Linked DNA regions of Zea mays: all the other regions are linked to region 2. A link is a contact called in public Hi-C data. All regions are on one chromosome and are shown on one strand. The core of a region is the stretch at or near the end of the contact, and the rest is flanking DNA. Distances in the headings are between cores, read along the strand shown. Region 1 holds the start of LOC100279593. Region 2 holds the start of LOC100383412. Region 3 holds the start of LOC100191947 (proteasome C9 1). Region 4 holds the start of LOC100502278 (Ribonucleoside-diphosphate reductase).

Evidence for each region. Hi-C and Micro-C count contacts between places; a contact is called where the count stands out from the background.
Region 1: a Hi-C map of tassel shows a contact between it and region 2, with 2.4 times the contacts expected there. The contact joins the promoter of LOC100279593 here to the promoter of LOC100383412 in region 2. A contact is called at or near these places in 2 of 25 Hi-C or Micro-C datasets (ear and tassel).
Region 3: a contact with region 2 is called in a Hi-C map of endosperm, with 2.8 times the contacts expected there. The contact joins the promoter of LOC100191947 here to the promoter of LOC100383412 in region 2. A contact is called at or near these places in 3 of 25 Hi-C or Micro-C datasets (ear, endosperm and tassel).
Region 4: a Hi-C map of ear shows a contact between it and region 2, with 4 times the contacts expected there. The contact joins the promoter of LOC100502278 here to the promoter of LOC100383412 in region 2. A contact is called at or near these places in 3 of 25 Hi-C or Micro-C datasets (ear and leaf).

Annotation. Positions count from the first base shown.
Region 1 is chr6:91,333,362-91,336,104 of Zm-B73-REFERENCE-NAM-5.0, forward strand. LOC100279593 reads right to left here and starts at 1,489. Exons shown (of 6, transcript NM_001152590.1): 1 at 965-1,489; 2 at 509-736; 3 at 1-390. The coding sequence starts at 339. It overlaps LOC100280291, which reads right to left. Exons shown (of 11, transcript NM_001153218.1): 10 at 2,633-2,674; 11 at 1,979-2,482. The coding sequence ends at 2,438.
Region 2 is chr6:91,058,735-91,061,565 of Zm-B73-REFERENCE-NAM-5.0, forward strand. LOC100383412 reads right to left here and starts at 1,381. Exons shown (of 8, transcript NM_001176065.1): 1 at 374-1,381; 2 at 1-45. The coding sequence starts at 1,306.
Region 3 is chr6:90,582,678-90,585,652 of Zm-B73-REFERENCE-NAM-5.0, forward strand. LOC100191947 (proteasome C9 1) reads right to left here and starts at 1,675. Exons shown (of 1, transcript NM_001137371.1): 1 at 703-1,675. The coding sequence starts at 1,603. The coding sequence ends at 851.
Region 4 is chr6:90,697,350-90,700,129 of Zm-B73-REFERENCE-NAM-5.0, forward strand. LOC100502278 (Ribonucleoside-diphosphate reductase) reads right to left here and starts at 1,492. Exons shown (of 17, transcript NM_001363257.1): 1 at 1,162-1,492; 2 at 994-1,055; 3 at 798-885; 4 at 335-598; 5 at 17-257. The coding sequence starts at 1,389.

The DNA.
Region 1 (2,743 bases), core at 239-2,738, 270 kb after region 2:
CCAACCAGTATTACTGAAGGTGTGGAAAATAATCTTCTTCCCACTCTCCTCCCTGACCCAGTCAGCAATATGTTCAGATAGCATCTCAACGTTCTTCTCAGCCTTCCCTCCAAGGTTATAACTGAGAATGTCAGACATCGGGAGGGTGAAAGTGACGACATGGAAGCCCCTGGAGGTGTACCAATCGGCATATCTCTTGAGGTGCTTCTGCCTTGAGCCCAACCAACCAAGAAGGACCACGACCGTCTGAGACTTGTCAGGGAAGTCGGCATAGACCCTGGGGTCTGGCAGGTGCCAGCGGTACAGCACATCGGACGGCGAGGAAGGAATTGCAGGCATCGCATCGGCCTGTCCCGAGGTTTTGGCAAAGTTGGCGTACTGGTACACCGTCTGCATGACCGGCACAGACGCGAAGGGCGCCTTCAGCAGACGCAAGCTGTGGAGGTCCCGTGGCAATAGCTGCGCGCCAGAAAGGGCAGATGCCGAAGGCGCTGCGGGAACATCTGACCTGGTCAATGGAAGCGAGGCGAGCGCGTCCGTGCCTGTGCTGGCATCAGGAAGCCTGTGGTGGGACAGCTTGTCGGGAAGCTCGTGGGAGGAGACGGCGGCGAAGGCGGCCACGGCCATGGCGGACAGGGGGCGGTGGAGATGTCCCGAGAAGGAAGCCATTTTATTCGGGGTGGAGTGGAGCCGAGCCGATCAGCAGGAATGATGCTCTTTTCTTGTGCAGCCTGCCCTGATTCACAGGAACAACAAGGGTTAGTTGCATAAACTGAATTTTTTTTATTTGTTTCTTTTTGAAGAAAAGAAGAAGAATCATGTGGTGTGTAGCCAAACTGGGACTTGGAACAAAGTGTTGTCTGCCACATTATTTATGTGTTTCACATTTGACCCCAAGAGTGGGACCGAAGAATCATGTGTCTTTGTCATGGTCAACAATACGGCAGAGCAGAAGATGGTTTACCTCCCTGCTCCTGCTGTCGATGGTTTACCACCGGTGGAGTTGGAATTGGACACGGGCTGGCTGCCAGATAGAGAATTTGACAGCCGAGCCCGGTAGTTGGCAGCAACTCCAAGTGGTGTCGGCTTCCTTACTCCTGCATATGTATGTAGGAAAAAAACAAACTAGAATTTAGAAGAAGTTAAAGAAAACATTGAGCAAGCCATTAGAATTCAGAAGGAGAAGAAACATTGAGCAAGTCTATCATAGTAAAGAAAAAGAAGAAATCAGACTATGCATACGGCAATTTGCAGAGGCGTAGGAGAAGGGGAAAAGCGAGAAGAAAAAAAGAAAGGGAAAACGAAAGTAGGCACGGGAGGGCGGTGGGGAATTGAAAGCGAGGCGGCGGGCGGAAAAAGGACGGCGCTTTCTCTTTTGCTTTCGTCTCCCACCATCGTCGGGAGACGAACCGGCAAGCAAGGATTTGCTTGTTCCAGGAAAGCAGGAACCCCACCACCTCCCTCACGGGAGGGAGATTGCAGAGCAGAGGGGGCCGGGAAGAGATTGGATTGGTTGAATGAAAACGCGTGGGGGTAGGTACGGATATGGGGATGTGGCGATTCACGGCGCGCGCGTGCAAGCAAGAAACGAGGAGAGGGGAGGGACGCGTACCAGGGCAGGGCAGGGCAGCAGCAGCCGTGAGGAAGGAGGGAGGAGGAATCTAGCTAATGTTATATAGGGCCTGTGAACGCAAGGGGAGGGAGGAGGACCAAAATAGGGGAAGGGAGGTGAGGCCGGTCCGCGCCCGCACGCCCCAGCCCCACCGCTCCGAACTCCGAAGGCTACTCAGAATCCCCGCGGAATCTCTCCTCTTGGAAAGGGTATCTATCTCGGATATTCTCCTCTCCTGCTTCCGATCTGATCTGACTCCAAAACAAGAAGATCAGAAACACGCGTAATGAAGAGAGAGGGGTTTCAAGTCGAAACCAATCTGATACCATGATACAGTCTGCAATACAAAGAGCCACATCAGAATGTGCTGAAGAAAAAAAAGGACTATGGGTCTGAATTAAAGGATCAGCGAAACGCAGTGTGTTCTTTGCCCCTGGCTGGAGAAATGACCACCATCAGAAACACAACAGGTGTGAGCCACACAAAGGAACAGTCGAACAGAGTACAGACAGATGAATGGGAATGGCTAGTCCAAGTATGCAACCCCATCACAACCTCGGGTGTGTGTGTTCCTAGTTCCTAACTACAAACAAACCCGCTTCTGACTAACTAATGTTTCATCAACCAACGTTTCATGGACTCAGCTTGACAACAGATCAGGATATTCCATATTCTAGATCCGTCGTCAGACATGACCAGCCAAACCAGTCCATGAAAACAGGCAGTTTCTGTGCCATCCCCCAATCCATCCTTCTCTTCAGCCGCACATCAATTATGCATATGCTTCCCCAACGGCCCAACCTATCCGTCGTCTGTACCATCGCATTATTCGGCCCAGTCCTCGTCACTATCATCATCTGCGTCGTTATCCTGTACCATTTGCAATCACATAGATAAGCACACACAGCCTTTGTTTGTGCTCAAAATATCAGGCACCATGATGCGCGGTTTCTTGTAAGGAAACCCGCTGCTAAAATGCCTACAAGTAACAAACAACACGATGCGTATCTAGCAACAAACCTGGGAGGAACTTGAGAGCTCTTCGATTTCATCTTCTCCCACCTGTAACACGATGAAATGACCGAAGGTCCTCAATCAAATACGCATTTATACAGAGTAAGCAAACAATGA
Region 2 (2,831 bases), core at 131-2,630:
TTTCTGCTCATAAAGCTTCAATGAGCTGGGATGGTTCTTAATGACCTGTCACAGATAATGCTCATCGGTCATCAGGGTTCAGCAACGCGCTAAACACATTGAGAATGGAGGGGGGAGATAGAGAGAACAAAATATGTTTTTATTTCTTTTGTTAGTTCTAAAACAACCAACTTAATTAGCTTTCCTCCAAGAAACAACAAAACAGAACAGCATAAGAAATTGGACAATGAGTTAGCAGAAATATATGCACAAGCGCAGCCAGCTTATAAAAAACAAGAATGAATTAAGAGCTGCAAATGTGTCAAGTACCAACTTATGAGAAAATGTAAAAATAACATACAAAAACAATATGAACCAGTAGTGATAGGGTTACCTGATACATTTTTGGCTGTGTGAAGGAAGGTTCATCAATTTCGTTATGCCCGAAACGGCGGTAGCAAATCAGATCAACCACCACATCGGAGTGGAAAGTCTGGCGCCACTCCGCTGCAAGCTCACAAACACAAACAACAGCCTCTAAATCGTCGCCATTTACATGGAATATAGGAGCATTCAGGGCTTTGGCAACATCTGTGCAGTACTGGGAGGACCTGCCAGCTCTTGGATCAGTCGTAAAGGCAACTTGGTTATTGACAACAATATGAATGGTTCCACCAGTAGTGTAGTTTGGGAGGGCACTTAGATGGAGTGTCTCATAGACCACACCCTGGCCAGCAAAGCTGCCATCTCCGTGGATCAGAATACCCATGTTCTTTGTCCTGTCAGCATCATTGGAGTAGAACTGCTTAGCACGCGTCTTGCCAATGACAACAGGATCAACGGCTTCCAGATGGCTGGGATTGGCAACCAAGGACAAATGGATCCTGTTGCCGCCTCGAGTTGGGCGATCATAGGAGGTACCCAGGTGGTACTTGACATCACCAGTTCCGGTGTAGAGACCATCTTCGCCTTCAACAGGCCTTGTGCCGCCAGTGAACTCGCTGAATATCTGAGACAGTGGCTTGCGAACGACATTACCAAGGACATTGAGCCTTCCCCTATGCGGCATACCGATGACAATGTTCTCAACACCGAGGTCAGCAGCCCTATCGAACATCTCCTTCATGCCAGGGATGAGCGTCTCACCACCCTCAAGGCCAAACCTCTTGGCGGTGGCCCACTTGGTGGCTAGGAAATTCTCAAACTGGGTGCTCCAGATAAGCCTGTCAAGCATGACAAGGCGGCGGTCCTTGTTATATTCCTTGGGCTTGGCAGTCTCGATCTTTTCCCTGAGCCAGTTGCACTTGTCTCTATCAGGGATGTGCATGTACTCGTAGCCGATGGGTCCACAGTATGCCTGCTGGAGCTTGTTGAGGATCTCACGGAGTGTGAGCACGGGGCGGTTCTCGGAGAGAAAACCGGACATCCTCCAGACGCCGAGGAAGAACTCCCTATCGAGGTCGGCCTCTGTGAAGCCGTAGAGGCCGAGGCGGAGATCTTCGGGGACGGCTCTGTCGTCGAGGCCCAGGGGGTCGAGCTTGGCCATCATGTGGCCGTTGACTTGGTAGGCCCTGACGAGGAGGAGGAGCTGCATGCTCTCCTGGATGGTCTGGCCGGAGACGCCGGCGGAAGGAGAGGCCTGGGCGACGAAGTTGCGGAAGAAGTTGTCCCATGACTCGTCGACGGAGGAAGGGTCAGCCTCCCAGGTCCGCTGGAGCTCCTCGAGGTAGACGCTGCTGGTACCGTCGAGGAAGCTGTCAGAGAGGCGCGAGAGCGGGACGGCCCGGGGCACGGGGGCGGCGGAGCGGGGACGCATAGCGGTGGAGTGGAAGCAGCGGCCGCATCGGGTGGCGGCGGCTGGCGGCGTGCGGGTGGCGAGGCTGCGGCGGAGGGCGAGGCGGGCGGCACCCGATGCGGCGCGGAACCACGTCATCCCTCTCCTTCTTTCCTTTCCTTGAGGGGACTAACGGCGAAAGTCGAGGACGACACCGGGTAGATCCGGCGTGGGACCGGTCGGAGCTCGAACTGCAGCGGCGGGGATGGCGACTTATGTTAGTGGAGGAGGGACCGGATCCGCGGCAAACCCTAGTTAGTAGACAAAAACTGAATGGAATACGACTTTTCATTCCATCGGTTTTTGGTTTGGTTTTGTTTGGTGAGAAAGAAGGAAAGAAAAAGTAAGATGGGAATGCAATGGACGGTCGGTCGCCTTCTCTTTCCATTTGGGTTTATTTATTTTTATGGAAAAACTACTCTTTGTTCTGACTTTTTATCCACATTTGATAGGGATGGGCCACATTAAAATAATTATCGTTGACGGAGCAGAATACATGGCTTCGATGTGACTTTAATCCAACTATGGCTACAGCTTGGATAGTATTTTATCTCTATAGATTCAACTATTTTGGCGAGTCGAACGCACTTCTAGCTTTCACATACCATTATGTTACAAGGCTCAAAAGATGGTAATACCACATCTTAGTGATGGCAATGGGTACCCGCGACCCGATACCCGATGGATATTTACTCTATTAGGTATATATATGGGCTAAATATTCTACTCGTGGGTCTGTTATTGGACAAAATCTTCACCCAATGGGTAAACGGGTATTAAAATGTTCCACCTTCACCCATACTCGTTAACCCGATGGGTATTTACTCTATTAGGGTATGTATGTGGGCTAAATATTCTACATGTGGGTCTGTTATTGGGCAAAAATCTTCACCCAATGGGTAAACGAGTATTAAAATGTTCCACCTTCACACGTACCCGTTAACCTGTGGATATAAAATACCCAATATAAACTTAGCCCAAGCATGAACTTGGACTTTAGTCATCTATCTTTTTTACT
Region 3 (2,975 bases), core at 425-2,924, 480 kb before region 2:
CTAACAACCAAATCACAGAAGTTATTATCTTGTTGTGAGAGAGAACCATAACTAAACCCCTCCTAAAAACTACAGTCTAAAATGTTGAATGCCCAAGATGCATGGCATTAAGCCATCTAGGTAAACTGGATCAGACAAAATAGAAAAGGCTGTTTTTCAAGAATGGTTGACCGAAAACACTGACATGAACCTTGATTTTGGTTAAACAATTATATGACCACAAACAACAATTCAAGCACAGCAGAAGCATATACTACCTCCGTACCAAATCATAAGACATTTTAGCTTTTATAGATACATAACATTTATCATGTATCTACTATTTAGATATACACTATGCCTAGGGAATGTATCTTGAGAAGTCAAAATGTCTTATACCCAGAAGAACCTACCATTTGCATGGTTAACTAAGCACAATTGATGATAGTAGTAGCATCATCCATAGGATTAAAATCACCAGAAGTTTAGTGGCATATACGATCTCAACTTAGTCATGTGCACTTGCCTGTCACAAGTCCTAATCTCAACAATTTCCCATGTTTACTAAGCATCATCCAGGTGCCTCAAATTGCCCTAGTAGACCTGAACCTACCTTCCCCTGTTCCACTGTCCAACATCCACATGCTCCATAATCGTGACAACAATAAAGCAGAGCAGATAGAGATCAACAATTTGCAACCAATTCAATGCAATGCACTATTACAGATGAAACATTAACGGATCAAGGATGCTCAACACAAAAATAGAACACATAATTGTCGAATATTTAAGTTCACACAACAGAAGCATAACTGCTTAAACCATGTCTAAGAGCAGTAGAAGGCATCACATGCCACTGCAAACCAGTACATTATGCCTCGGGTGTTGGCTGTGTCAGGCCGGAGTTTGCAAGCAGCTTCCCCAGCGCCTCAGGAGAGCACACCTGGTACTGTACCTCCCCGGTGTCGGGCTGCAGAAATACCTCGGCCAGCTCCAGCTTCTCGGCAGTCAAGCTGGTGGAGTCCATGGTCTTGCTGAGGACCTTGAGCGCGAGACCGACGGCCTCCTCGCGGGTCAAGGCGTCCTTGTAGTCCTGCTTGAGCATGGACTGCGCGGCCTGGCTGTTGGCCCCAACAGCGGCGGCCTTCCACCCGCCGTAGTTGCCAGATGGGTCGCTCATGTAGAGCTGGAAACCGTGGTGCTTGTCCCAACCGGCGAATAGGAAGGAGACCCCAAAGGGGCGGAGGCCACCAAACTGGGTGTAACCCTGCTTGGTGTCGCAGAGGGACTGGACGAGCTGCTCGACGGGGATGGGCTCCTGGTAGGAGAGCGCGTAGCGCTGGGCGTGGAGGCGGGCGGTGTTGATGAGGATGTTGGCGTCGGACATGATCCCTGCCACAGCGCACGCCAGGTGGGAGTCGATCTTGTACATCTTCTCGGCGGAGCGGGAGGTCTGGAGGAGCTTGGAGGTCACCTTCTTCTCGCCGACCAGGACTACGCCGTCGGCCGCCAGGATCCCGAGGGCTGACCCGGCGTTGCCGATCGCCTCCATCGCGTACTCCACCTGGTAGAGACGCCCCTCCGGCGAGAAGATCGTCGTGCGACTGTCATAGCGGCGAGACATCGCGGCGGCGGCGAGATGGGATTTCCGTTTGCTAGATTTGGGGCGGTGACGCCGAGATTGGGGTTTGCGTTTGAGACCCTGGAAGGGGGAGCGACTCGGCAGAAGCTAACCAGCTCCAGATTCAAATTCAGATTCGGTAAAAACAGCTTTACTTCACTAAAAATTGTCAGATTACACATAAAAATCTAAATTTATTAAATTAATAAATCTAGACGTTCGATTAAATTACATCAACTCAAATTTAGTGAAGATAGTAAAATTGTCAGCTTTACTTCGATTAAATTGCATCAACTCAAATTAACAAATCTAGCATATTGGTTTATTCTTACTTTTTGTCATTCTATCTCTTATTTCTTCTCACGCTTATCTAGCCATAGCCATCGGTTGTGCCTTGCACCACCCTGCTCACCGGTCGACCACGCTAATTGATTACACTCGCCCCTTATCTAGTCGATGGTGTTTACCATCGTCCTAGCTGGTCATACCCATCATCTTCATGCCTTGCTTGCCTGAAGTGGTATATTCATGGACGTGCCTAGAGCTAAGTTGTTGTGTTCTCACTGACCGTGCTCCAACAGCGCGCTTGAAGGATGCGCTCTTGTCACGTGGCCACACCTGTCTCTACAGGTCTCTTGTAAGGGGCACGCTCGTGTATTTAGAACATATAGTCATGGAATATTTAGATTGCTAGCTACGTAGGTTTGTGTAATCTTGCTAACTAGACTTGCGTAGATGATGTCTCACTAGCTCGACACCTTAGTTGCTTCGATTAGGATCTTTTGTAAGATGGTTGTGATAGACAGAGGTGTGTAGTATTCGCTAGACCAAATTGTATTAATTCTATATTTATTTTAATTAGTCAACGTAATTAGTTTTTGAAAGTACTGTTCACCTCGTCTAGTCTACCTCTAGTCTGGCATCTTGACCCTATAAATGGTATCAGGCTCTGATTTCTTATTTAGTGGTCTTAATTGATCCGAGAGTAAGTAGGCTGGCAGCTAAAAGGGCTAGAGGTTACTTGTGCTCCACACATTTTTTGTGGCACACACTTTGCATAGTGGAAAGGTTTTGTGAGTTATTGTTTCTTTGTTGTTGATGCAAAATTCTAGTGTGTCGTGAGCGTAGAATTTTCTCATACCCTTTGATTAGAAAAGGAAAGATCTCACCTAATCGAAAAATAACTATTTACATCTTGAACACTAAACTACTAACAATCTATATCAATGACTAAGTGATAAGGTGTTCAAGGAGATCATGCACAAAGGAGACCGCCCATGACATATTGTCGTATCTTTATAGTAAAAATGGAAGGATCATATTTGTTGATGATAAGTGCATGGATGTACAAGATGATGATGAGAACATTGATAAC
Region 4 (2,780 bases), core at 242-2,741, 360 kb before region 2:
ATGAAAAAAAGCATACCCTTTCTTTTCCCACCACCCTGATCAACATAACGAGCAGTATCATTAAAGACTCGTAACATAGGCACAATTCCATTTGATGTTCCATTTGTTCCTCGTATGTAACTCCCAGTAGCACGAATATTATGAACTGAGACACCAATTCCTCCAGCTGATTTGCTTATTACAGCACACTCCTTCAGGGTTTCATAGATTCCCTCAATGCTGTCATCTTTCATGCATATAAGAAAACAGCTGCTTAACTGCATCACAGAAAAGAAACAGTAAGTAAACAATTTCAACCCACAATGACATCGTCTGGCAGGAAGCAAGACAGTACTTGGGGCCTCGGTGTGCCAGCGTTGAAAAGTGTTGGTGATGCATGTGTAAACCAGCGCTGGGACATCAGATGGTACGTCCTAATGGCAGACTCAATGTCTTCCTTGTGTATTCCCACTGAAACCCTCATCAGCATGTGCTGAGGCCTTTCAACGACCTTCCCACCAAGCTTCAAGAGGTAAGACCTCTCCAGAGTTTTGAAGCCAAAGTAGTCATAGTCGAAATCCCTATCATAAATTATTTCACTGTCCAAGCGAGCAGCATTCTGAAATGTAACAGCATTTGGAGCGATATGAGGGCCAATTTACATCAAGGTGAGTGAAGGGCACAACAGATTTACTGTATGAGATAAACAACCTTAATAAAAAAAGGAATGCAACAGTAAATTCAACTGCCAGAAACACATCGGCATTATCTACACAGATGCTCTGTCAGAAATGTGCCAGGAGCAACTAGAATCTCACATTCATGATGATTTCATAAACATCTTCAGCGACCAGAGGGGCCATCAGCCCAGACCTCTCGTTAAAGTGCCTGTACATGTCCTTAATCCTGCATCCACAACGGCCACATTCCAACTCACAACCCAATCCAACTAATCCAGCCTTCACCCTGACAATATGAATGAATGAAATTAAACCAAATTGAGCTGCCACTTACGTCTCCGAGAAGGACTTCTTTGTGTTCTTGTGCAGGTTAGACACAGCAATCCTCGCCGCCAACTTCACGAATCACGATAGAGAAGAGAGGAAACCAACCCCACGTCAGGACAACAAAGACAGACATGAGAGTTGAAACCAAGGGGGGATTTCACGGTGGGTTCCTCACCGAGGCGTAGTCGGGGTGGGACGCAGTCATGGCCGCCGCGGTCTCGGCGGCGAGCTCGTCGAGCTGGCTGGTGGTGACGCCCTTGTAGACCCCCGCGCAGACCTTCTGCGCGACGAGCACCGGGTCGCAGTGGTCCTGGCTAAGGCCGTAGCTGAGCTTCTTGAGGCGCGCCGTGATCTTGTCGAAGTGCACTGTCTCCTGGCGGCCGTCCCGCTTGACCACGTACATCTTCCGCGGTGGCGAAAACTCCCGTCGAACACCTGGTGCGCGCGCCTACGCCGCCGCCGGGACGAGAGAACGCGAGCAGAGGATTGTATTGAGGTGGGGCGGGGGGAGGGGCAGGGATGGGAGGGGGGCAGTAGGGTTTGGGGGCGGATTTAAACGCCTTCGCGGCGCGGAAAGAGGCAAAGAGTAAGTAATGAAGCGGAGCTGGAGGTGGAGGTTTTTTTTTATGCGCGCTGGAGAAGAAAATGTATGGGTTTGGATTGTTGTCTATTTGGAGGATTTTTCCTTTATTTTCCAACTAAAAACGGCAGCAGAAATAGACATAAAAAAATAAAAGGGTGCTGACCGTGCTTGGCAATAAGGCCCAAAGGCAAACAGCCCAGCCTCCCACGATCTGCCACGAGCCGGGAGGCTCAGAGGGCCTCGCAAGGGGAGGCGAGCTCGGACGGCGGTGTGCTGACCGCTTCTTGCGCATCTGACTCTTTTCACCTCTATTTGAGTGGCTGCTCCATCTATAGGTGTATATTCGGGCCGCCCGGCCCGGCCCGGTCCGAATCAAGTCTGAAAAGGCCCGTATTGTTTGAATTTCAAGCCGGTCCGACTCGTTTGAATTTCAGGCCGTGCAGGGCCGGCCCATGGGCCTAGCCCTCGGCCTATGGCCCGGCCCGTAATTGCTTAAACGTGTCGGGCTTATTTCGGGCGGCCCGAAATTATAAAAGCCTGAAATTCACATTAGGGTCCGAAATTCAGTTTTTGGCCCGAAATTCACATCAGGGCCCGAAATTCAAAACAAATTTAATAAAACAAATAAAAGATAAGACAAATAAATTTGACCAAAAGCAAACTTAATATTTGTATTAAGTTACTAGAGCTATGCAATAACTACCTCGTTTACAAATCATTTTGTTAGAAAGAAAAAGAGTATAATCAGCTCTAAATAAAGTTCGTAAGTTCAGTTTATTATCTAATGTTCATAACAAAAAATAAAATTACATCACATACTCTAATTCAAAGCTACAAAAAATATTTAACTAACATTATCTATAGCTTTGTGTTCTTTATCAAGTAAATGAAAGTGTGGAATGAAGTGTGATTTTAATAAATATATGGGTCTTTTCGTGCCTCTATATGGGCCATTTCGTGTCTGCCTTAAACGGGTCGTGCTCGTGCCCGCCCATGGGCCGTGACCTCGGCCCAAACCCAGCCCGATATATCGGGCCGTGCCGGACGGCACTAAAATATTTCGTGTCGTGCCTGAGCCGTGCTTTTTTTTCGTGCTTCGGGCCGGCCCATCAGGCCCGGCCCAAATGTACACCTATAGCTCCATCTAGTTCACCATGGATCCGCTCGATTCCGGGTGTCCTGGCCTTCATTCCCTTTAAATCCATCGTGTG